Linked DNA regions of Mus musculus: region 1 is linked to region 2. The links are chromatin contacts, called in public promoter capture Hi-C maps. All regions are on one chromosome and are shown on one strand. Each heading gives the region's core, a stretch centred on a gene start, on an enhancer-like site or on the middle of the called end of the contact. The rest is flanking DNA. Distances are from core to core; before and after follow the strand shown.

Region 1 (3,695 bases), core at 63-2,562, 59 kb after region 2:
GTTCTTGGTCACCTCCTCCTGTAGAAATTAAGCTGGTTTCTCCCTTGGCGAGTCCAGTGGATGAAATAAAGACCGGCAAGCCAAGAAAAACTGCAGAAATAGCAGGAAAAACTCTTGGAAGGGGCAGAAAGAAGCCATCTTCTTTTCCAAAGCAAATTTTACGCAGGAAAATGCTGTAATTTTTAGCCCAAGATTTTAACACGCACCTGTTTGTAAAAGTCAACAGTATTTGTGTGGATTATTAAAGTCACCAATTTGGATGGAAATACTTTATATAAATTGTACAATTTTGTAAGCAGTAAATGAGTAACTCCACATGGAGTGCAGTTCTTGTAGTGCAGGCGTTTTATACGACTTGATGCGTTTATATCAATGTAAATATGACTTATCATTGGGAGGTTAAATAAACTACTGTAAAGTACACTGTGTGTCTGGTAGATTTTTGAGAGGAGCTTTCTGTTTGAGTTGTAATTTTATATGCTACTGGACATATGTTCATATCCTTTCTTTACAGTTAAGATACTAGAACTGTCTTAAAATGAGGGCGATGAACTATTGATTATTTTTAACATTGCTGTTTTATAATGTATGCACTTTGATGCTGTTCCTCGGATCTCTGGTCAGTACCTGTGCTCATTGGGCTTTGCCTGATACTGTGTTGAATTTGAATTGTGGGCATGTGATTTTGCCTTTTTGTAGTTTTACAAATGTTGTGTAATCTACCTCAAATGAGTAATTTTCCAGTACTGCATCGGTTTCCTAGCTAGCAGTTCTCTTCAGTAACTTAAGGACTATCTTGTCTCTCAGTTCAGAGACTTAATTATCCAGGTTAGATTGACCGGTTTCACTGCTTCCTAGCAACCTCATGGAAGGATTGAAGAAAGAAATAAAACAGTGCACCGACGTGTGCCTGCTGCTGAGAAGAGGAGCCGACAAGGTTTAGACTTCCCATGCTGTGAAAGAGCTTGCGACTTCGTCACAGGAGCCTCTCTAGTATTCAGGTTTTAAACTGGTAACTGCCACAGAACCTCAGGCACAGGTTACAGAGAATGGAAGAGTGTGAGCAGATGTCGGAAAAGAGGAAAGGAACCCTCTTTTCTGCAGCGTGTGTACCGTTGGTAATGGCGCCTGATGGAAGCCATGATGTTCATCAATAAATAAGTGTTGTCAAATAATTTATGACAGGTAATTGATAGTGTGTAATGAATGGACGCTTAATAATTGATACCTAAAAGCAGACTTTGTCAGCTAAGCTTTGGATGTTTTCGTGAGCAGTGTGCTTTGTGTGTTATTTTTCTACCGAGTAGCATCATGGATAATGAGAAAATGGGGAGAGTGCCTGTGCCGAGATCGGACAGTGTGAGAGTGGCCGTCCGGGTGCGGCCGTTCAGCCAGGTCAGTCCATGCTCATTGCCTTGCTGACAATTACTGCCTGATTTTATTAATTTTTTAATAATAGTTTCTGAATTTGTATTTAAGCTGCTTGTCATTTATGAAATATTAAACTTATTTAAATGGATTTGTCAAATGATTCACAAAAGCTCTAAGCATAATTTAGTAAACATTTAATTTCATTCCTTGGTACAAGTAGCACAATAAAAAAAACTGACAAGAGAAATACTGTCAAGTTAATAATTATTTAACCAGTGCAGTTTGCTAAATAGAGATGTGCGGTGTCTGTTTTTACTGCATGTCGGTGTGGGGCAGAGATGTCAGTTGGTAAGTGTGCTTGCCTACCGTGCATGAATCCCTAGGGTAGCTCATCAGCACTCTATGAAATGAGGCACAGAGATGTGTGGAATGCCAGCTTGAGGCGAGGCAACCTACTAGAAGCTCAGTTTTTATCCTTGGCTATGTTGTACATTCAAGGCCAGCTTGCACTACATGAAACACCAAGAAATGTTTATCTTAAAAGTAAGTCTTGCCACATGTGGACACGTCAGTGATCCCAACATAGAAAGCTAAGGTAGCAGAGTCATGTTCCTGACCAGACTTCAGTCACATAATGAGAACGTGCCAGTGTGCACTTACATGTTAGTTTTATGGAAACACTGCTCATGAGATCTCATGCGCAAGGCTGCCTCCTCCCCTTGGCTGTGCCCCATCTACCTAGCATACATGGGCACACTCTGCATACCACTCAAGTCAGAAGAACTGGAACTAAGCTCTTCCACAGGTTCCAGAGAGGATGCTGTTCTGTAAGAAGCTTGCCACAGAGGTAGAGAGCTGTGCTGTGTGTTCCCAGTGGAACCTGCTATCCCCCTTTCCATTATAGCACGCTTGTCTTTGCCCACTGTGACCAGTGAAGTTTTGTTACTCTATGACTGCTAGAAAGTGCTAGAGCTAAAGAGAAGTGTCCAGGCAGCTGGAGAGGGTGCAGTGTGTAAGAGCACTGGCTATTGCAAAAGACTTGGGTTCTATTCTCTCCTTGCCTGAGAGCCCAATTTATGCATCTGCAGGTGGCAGCAAACTTCACTGTCACCCCCTGGTAGGAGGTACAGAGAGCTCCTGGAGCAGGCAATGTCCCAGTGTGAGACTATGCTAATGCCATGTGGCTCGTTCCCATCAGCTCTGTGGTGGGCCCAGTCATCACACTAGGTGTGGAAGGAGAAGCTTTCGATCATGTGAGAGTTCTGCAAATTACATCTTTGCCATACAGGAAATGAGAAGTTTGCACTTTGTACCTTGCAACCCTTGTGCAAGCAAACACACACATACCAGGTCAAGAACTGAAAGGATTTTACCTGCTACTCACCTCCAAGGAATGTCTGAGATATCCAGGATCCTGAATCTTGATGCCACCAGCTCGTACCCTCATGAGTACATATGATGGATGAATACACAGTCCCTACTGTGTCACCTTAACGACTCTAATCTTCACTGATTAGCATAGTGTAGACATATAGTAGAGACAGGCCATGCTGGCAAGCAAGAAAACCAGGTTCTCAGGCACTCTGCTTTGTGATAGTTGGTCTGTGTGACAAGACCTACAATGTTCAGTTCAACGGATCTAATGATATGGAACACTCAAGATGGTATTGGCTAAGGTACGGGTAGTGTACATGAGACCAAGAGAAGGTGTAGGTTCCTCTAGCACCTGTACAGTCAGGATGGGAGGTATCAAGCCTTACCAAAAGTCAAGCCCCATCTGGCTCGATCACTGTTGAGACTGTTGAAGGAACATGAGCGAGTCAAAATCCCAACCTCGGTTCTTTCACAGCCTATCCAGTCTCATCAGGATTACCTGGCAGCTTATAGTGCCTGTACTTCCTGTGCCCCTCCTAGTGTGGTATCAGAGGCTGTGACTATGAAATGTCCCCACAGGCTAGCATGGCAGAGTGTTTGCTTCCTGGAAGATAGCACTGTACTGGGGGGAGGTTGTGGAGCCTTTGGGACATCAGGCCTCACTAGCTATAAAAGCTACTGGGACCTTCAGCTTGACATTGCTTTCAGTCGAACCATTGCTTCCTGATGCTAAGCTGTGAACAGACTGCTACACTCTCCTGCTGCCAGTCCCCAAACAGTCCAGATAAGTCTTTCCATAAAGGTCACTTTGCTCAAGTTCTCTCACAGGCATGAGAAGGGTAGCCACTACAGTGTTGGAGGTCAAGGGTCCCAATTGCCCCCTCATCAGTACTGCCTTTACAACATATTTTGAATTCTTCCCTTTCATGCCTTTCCTAGTATAGTATCTA
Region 2 (3,717 bases), core at 300-2,799:
CTGAGTTTAAGGCCAATGGTGCACATGAGACAGTCTTCACACACCCCATTCACTACCAGCAAAACAGAACCAGACCACACAACACTTACTGCAAAATCTTGTCTAACTTCTTCCTCTCACAATTTAGAATAATACCTTGCGCAAACTAGCACACTTTTACATCTTGCAGTGAATAAAGAAAAAGTCACAAAGATAAACAGTTTATTTCTAAGAGGCAGCTTTATCTCAAAAATTGTGCAGAGAGAGAGAGTAGTAGAGACAGGCTTTCCTGATTAAAGCAGTCTACTAATGTCTTCTCCTTCTCTCTTCCCCCTTCTGTTTGTTTGTTTGTTTGTTTGTTTGTTTGTTTGTTTGAGATAGGGTTTCTCTATGTAGCCTTGGAACGACTATGGAGACCAGGCTGATCTTGAACGCACAGAGATCCTCCTGATTCTGCCTGTGCTCTTACAACTCAGTAATAAAGACACATTCTATTTCATTTGTTTGAAAATTCTTTGGTGCTGGGTCTAGCTTCAAAGAGAGATACTGATAGTCTACAGAAGAAAGCCCAAAGATGAGCTCCAAATGATAGTCTAGAAATGATACAGTCTAGAAATGATACAGTCTAGAAATGATACAGTCTAGGGATCTTGATTGGATCTGTTTTCACTGATAGTTAAAAGAATGAAAGGGTGGTTCAGGTCTTTAATCCCACGGCTCAGGAGACAGAGGCAAGAAGATCTCTGTGAGTTTGAGGCCAGCCCCATCTACTAAGAGAGTTCCAAGATAGCCAGGGCTGTTACACAGAGAAACCATGTCTAGAACAAACTGAAAGGAAAAAAAAAAAAAAAGAACTGTTAAGACTAGAAGAGTTAAAAGGCAAAGCACAACAAGCAGTAGCAGAATTAGCAGTTAAAAAGGCGTTTATTGCAGGCAGTAAACACACAGAGAAAAAGACCTTCTACAAAACAGAGAGGGGATTTGAGAAGCTGAAAAATCCAGTCTCTTCTTGAGGCCTGGGGGTTGTAAAACCTCTAAAACCTCCCTGACCTACTTTAGTGTTGGTCAGTTTGAAGGCAGAAAGGATGGATGGTTGATCGGTCCACTACAGTTGTGTAACGTGTTCTAATCAGGCTTTGAACTTATTGAACCAGTCCATCAGCAGGTGACCTGCAGGTAGATGATAAAAGCTTGCCAGGTTTTTGTCTCAAATCAGGAGGTTAAAAAAAGCTGGCCATCTTGGAAATTCGCCATGGCTCATGTCCCTGTTTGTCTACTAAGGGTCTGCCCAACTCCTCGTCTCTCAATACTAACAAATCGAAAAGAAAACATAGGTTTGGCATAATGGAACCTACAGCTTCGTGCATGCCAAGCACGAAGCTCTGCCAGCAGAATTACCCAGCGTCAGATATATGACAAAAGATTAGGCTAGGCGACCTGAACTCTCTGCTTTTTGAGAAAAAAAAAAAAATGAGAGTAAGAGTTTCTCAGTAAGTCTGGGTTTTGTGTGTGTGTGTGCGTTTCCTTGAAGAGTTGGAGCACAGAACGGAAAAAACGGAGGCAAGAGCAGCAGTCATAGACGGAAAGATTATCGCTTGGCTGCCAGCAGGAACCGCCACTAGATTAGGCCGGCCCTTGCTCCGCAAAGCCGGACACGCCCTACACTACGCCCAGCGCACAAAGCCCTATGGGACTTGTAGTCTTTCGCCTATCTGCTCCTAGGAGGCGGAGAGACCCTGCTGTACGTAAATGAATCTTTCTTCCCGGCGTCGTCTCGGTTTTCTCCCTTTGCGAAAGGCCTAGTAGGGAAAGTTTGAAAATTCCCGCGGAGTCGGCGCCAGAGGCCGGAACCCTCGCGAGAAGTCCGAGCCCCGCAGCGCGATCTGCGATCGGATCCCCGCCCTGGCCACGATCCTTCCCTGGGCGGAGAGGCTGTGTGTGTGGGGTTCGGGCAGTGCGCCCGGGGTAATGCGCAGAGCGCGGCCCGAGCGGTGCCAGCCCAGTAAGTCGAGTCGCCAGCGGGGAGGACGCGGCGCGGGCGGTGGGACGAGTTCGAAGCCGGGATTGGGCGAAGGAGCACCCGGGGCCTGAGGGGACCGGCGAGAGACTGAGCGAGAAGCGGCTTCCGCGGGCCCGGGGCGCGCGCCGGGCCGTGTCTCCCGGGAGATGCTGTGACGGACCGCACGGAAGCAGCGACGCCGGGGCCCTTGGCGGCCTGGCCCGCGGGCTCAGGTAGGGTGGGGAACCGCAGGCCCGCGCGCCGAGGGCGGGGCGGCCGGGGCGGCGAGGCCCGGGGCCTAGGCCGGGCGCACCGCCTCGCGGGGAAGCGGCGTCCGCGAGCCGCGACCGGTGCGGCTCGTTCCAGCGCTCGGGCGTTAGTTACATAACCCTGGCGGCGGGTGCCGGCACATGGCCGCAGAGTCGAGCCTCCGGGCTCGTCTCCCGCGCCCGCGGGCGGGATCTCCGCCCCCCGGGACGAGTCTGACTCGAGACCCCGGGCCGTCAGGGTGTAGCGGAGCGATGGAGACCTTTGTGGGGCGTTCCCCGCGGACAGCCGCGGGCGCTCCGAGTCTCTCCGGCGTTGGCGTGAGCTCCACATGGTCCTGTGCTTGGCTCGGGTGAGTCCTGGGCGGGGGAAAAAGTTTCACTCGCGAAGCGGGCCACAGGGCTGAGTGGATCTGGTCCAGGACATCTAAGAGAACCGTGTCCGGAGCTCATCTGCGAGCTGTAAGGCCCATGACTTTTGCCTTTGGTTGACTTTTTGGAGAGTCGACTCTGCTTTTTGAATTGATAGGTACACACATGGTCCTTTTGAGACAGGTGGTTTTTGTTGACTTTGTGGAACCTTTCTTTTTGGTACCGTGAAGAATCACATCCAGGTCCTCACACATGTCAGGCAAGCGCTCCACCACTTGAGTTGTGTCCCCAGCATGGGATCTTGTGATTTTTCGGTTCCTAAAGCAAACGGCAGCCATTCTTAGAGGTGTGTTGTTATAGGAAAGTGAGCGTTGTTATTTTTGTTTATTTTTGATGCCAGTGATCGAAGCTACCACCTCGAGCTTATTAAGCTCGAGCCCCGCCACTGAGATCTAACCAAGTCGCTGAGTTTGGGTGCTTTTTTTTTTAATAGACAGTTGGAGACATTTTTTAAAGAGCGTGGATTCTTTAGAAGAAAATATAATTTGGTTTTTGATATACTAAAGAATCTGTGGGCTTTAAGAACTGTCTTTAACTGTCAGCCTCCCAGAAGACAGACGTTGTTGGGTGAATTTACCTATTTCAAGCGGTGATGTTTGTGCTATGGGGAGACTACATTCCGTGATTTAGTTTGTAGTTTTAGTGGTTCTGAGGATGGCCTCGCACATGTTAGGCGCAGAACCTGCTTCTGAGAGGACCTGCTCTTTACTCTTGAGAGACACTTATCACTTTGTAGCCAGGGGATCCTTGAATTTTTCTCTGTCCTTGCCTCAGCCCAGGGAATAACCGGGATTACAGGTGGGAACCACATAGTAATTTAGTAGTAAAATGTTACCAGTTTGTAAGGCAACCTAATTATTTGTAAACATTTAAAGTTGGAGCACAGATCTCCACTTAACAAATAAAGCATAGATCCTAACTTTATTTTTTTTATTATTTTATTTTATTTTTGGCTTTTTTTTTTTTTTTTTTTTTTTTTGAGACAGGGTTTCTCTGTATAGCCCTGGCTGTCCTGGAACTCAGGCTGTCCTCGAACTGAGA

What was found. Capture Hi-C pulls out chosen DNA fragments and counts their contacts.
Region 1: a promoter capture Hi-C map of adipose tissue shows a contact between it and region 2. The contact joins the promoter of Kif28 here to the promoter of Ahctf1 in region 2. A contact is called at or near these places in 18 of 39 promoter capture datasets (the 3T3-L1 cell line, the HPC-7 cell line, HPC-7-derived erythroid cells and 11 more), 2 of 15 datasets of contacts at CTCF or cohesin (CD8 T cells and the NIH/3T3 cell line), 103 of 484 Hi-C or Micro-C datasets (the AML12 cell line, the C2C12 cell line, CD8 T cells and 61 more), 34 of 115 datasets of contacts at active chromatin or transcription factors (the 230-238 cell line, CD8 T cells, the HPC-7 cell line and 17 more) and 4 of 9 other capture datasets (adipose tissue, embryonic stem cells, liver and 1 more).

Annotation. Positions count from the first base shown.
Region 1 is chr1:179,742,817-179,746,511 of GRCm38.p6, reverse strand. It overlaps Kif28 (kinesin family member 28), which reads left to right and starts at 1,312. Exons shown (of 23, transcript NM_001370897.1): 1 at 1,312-1,395. The coding sequence starts at 1,312. Ahctf1 (AT hook containing transcription factor 1) reads left to right here. Exons shown (of 36, transcript NM_026375.2): 36 at 1-1,608. The coding sequence ends at 179.
Region 2 is chr1:179,801,847-179,805,563 of GRCm38.p6, reverse strand. Ahctf1 (AT hook containing transcription factor 1) reads left to right here and starts at 1,549. Exons shown (of 36, transcript NM_026375.2): 1 at 1,549-2,211.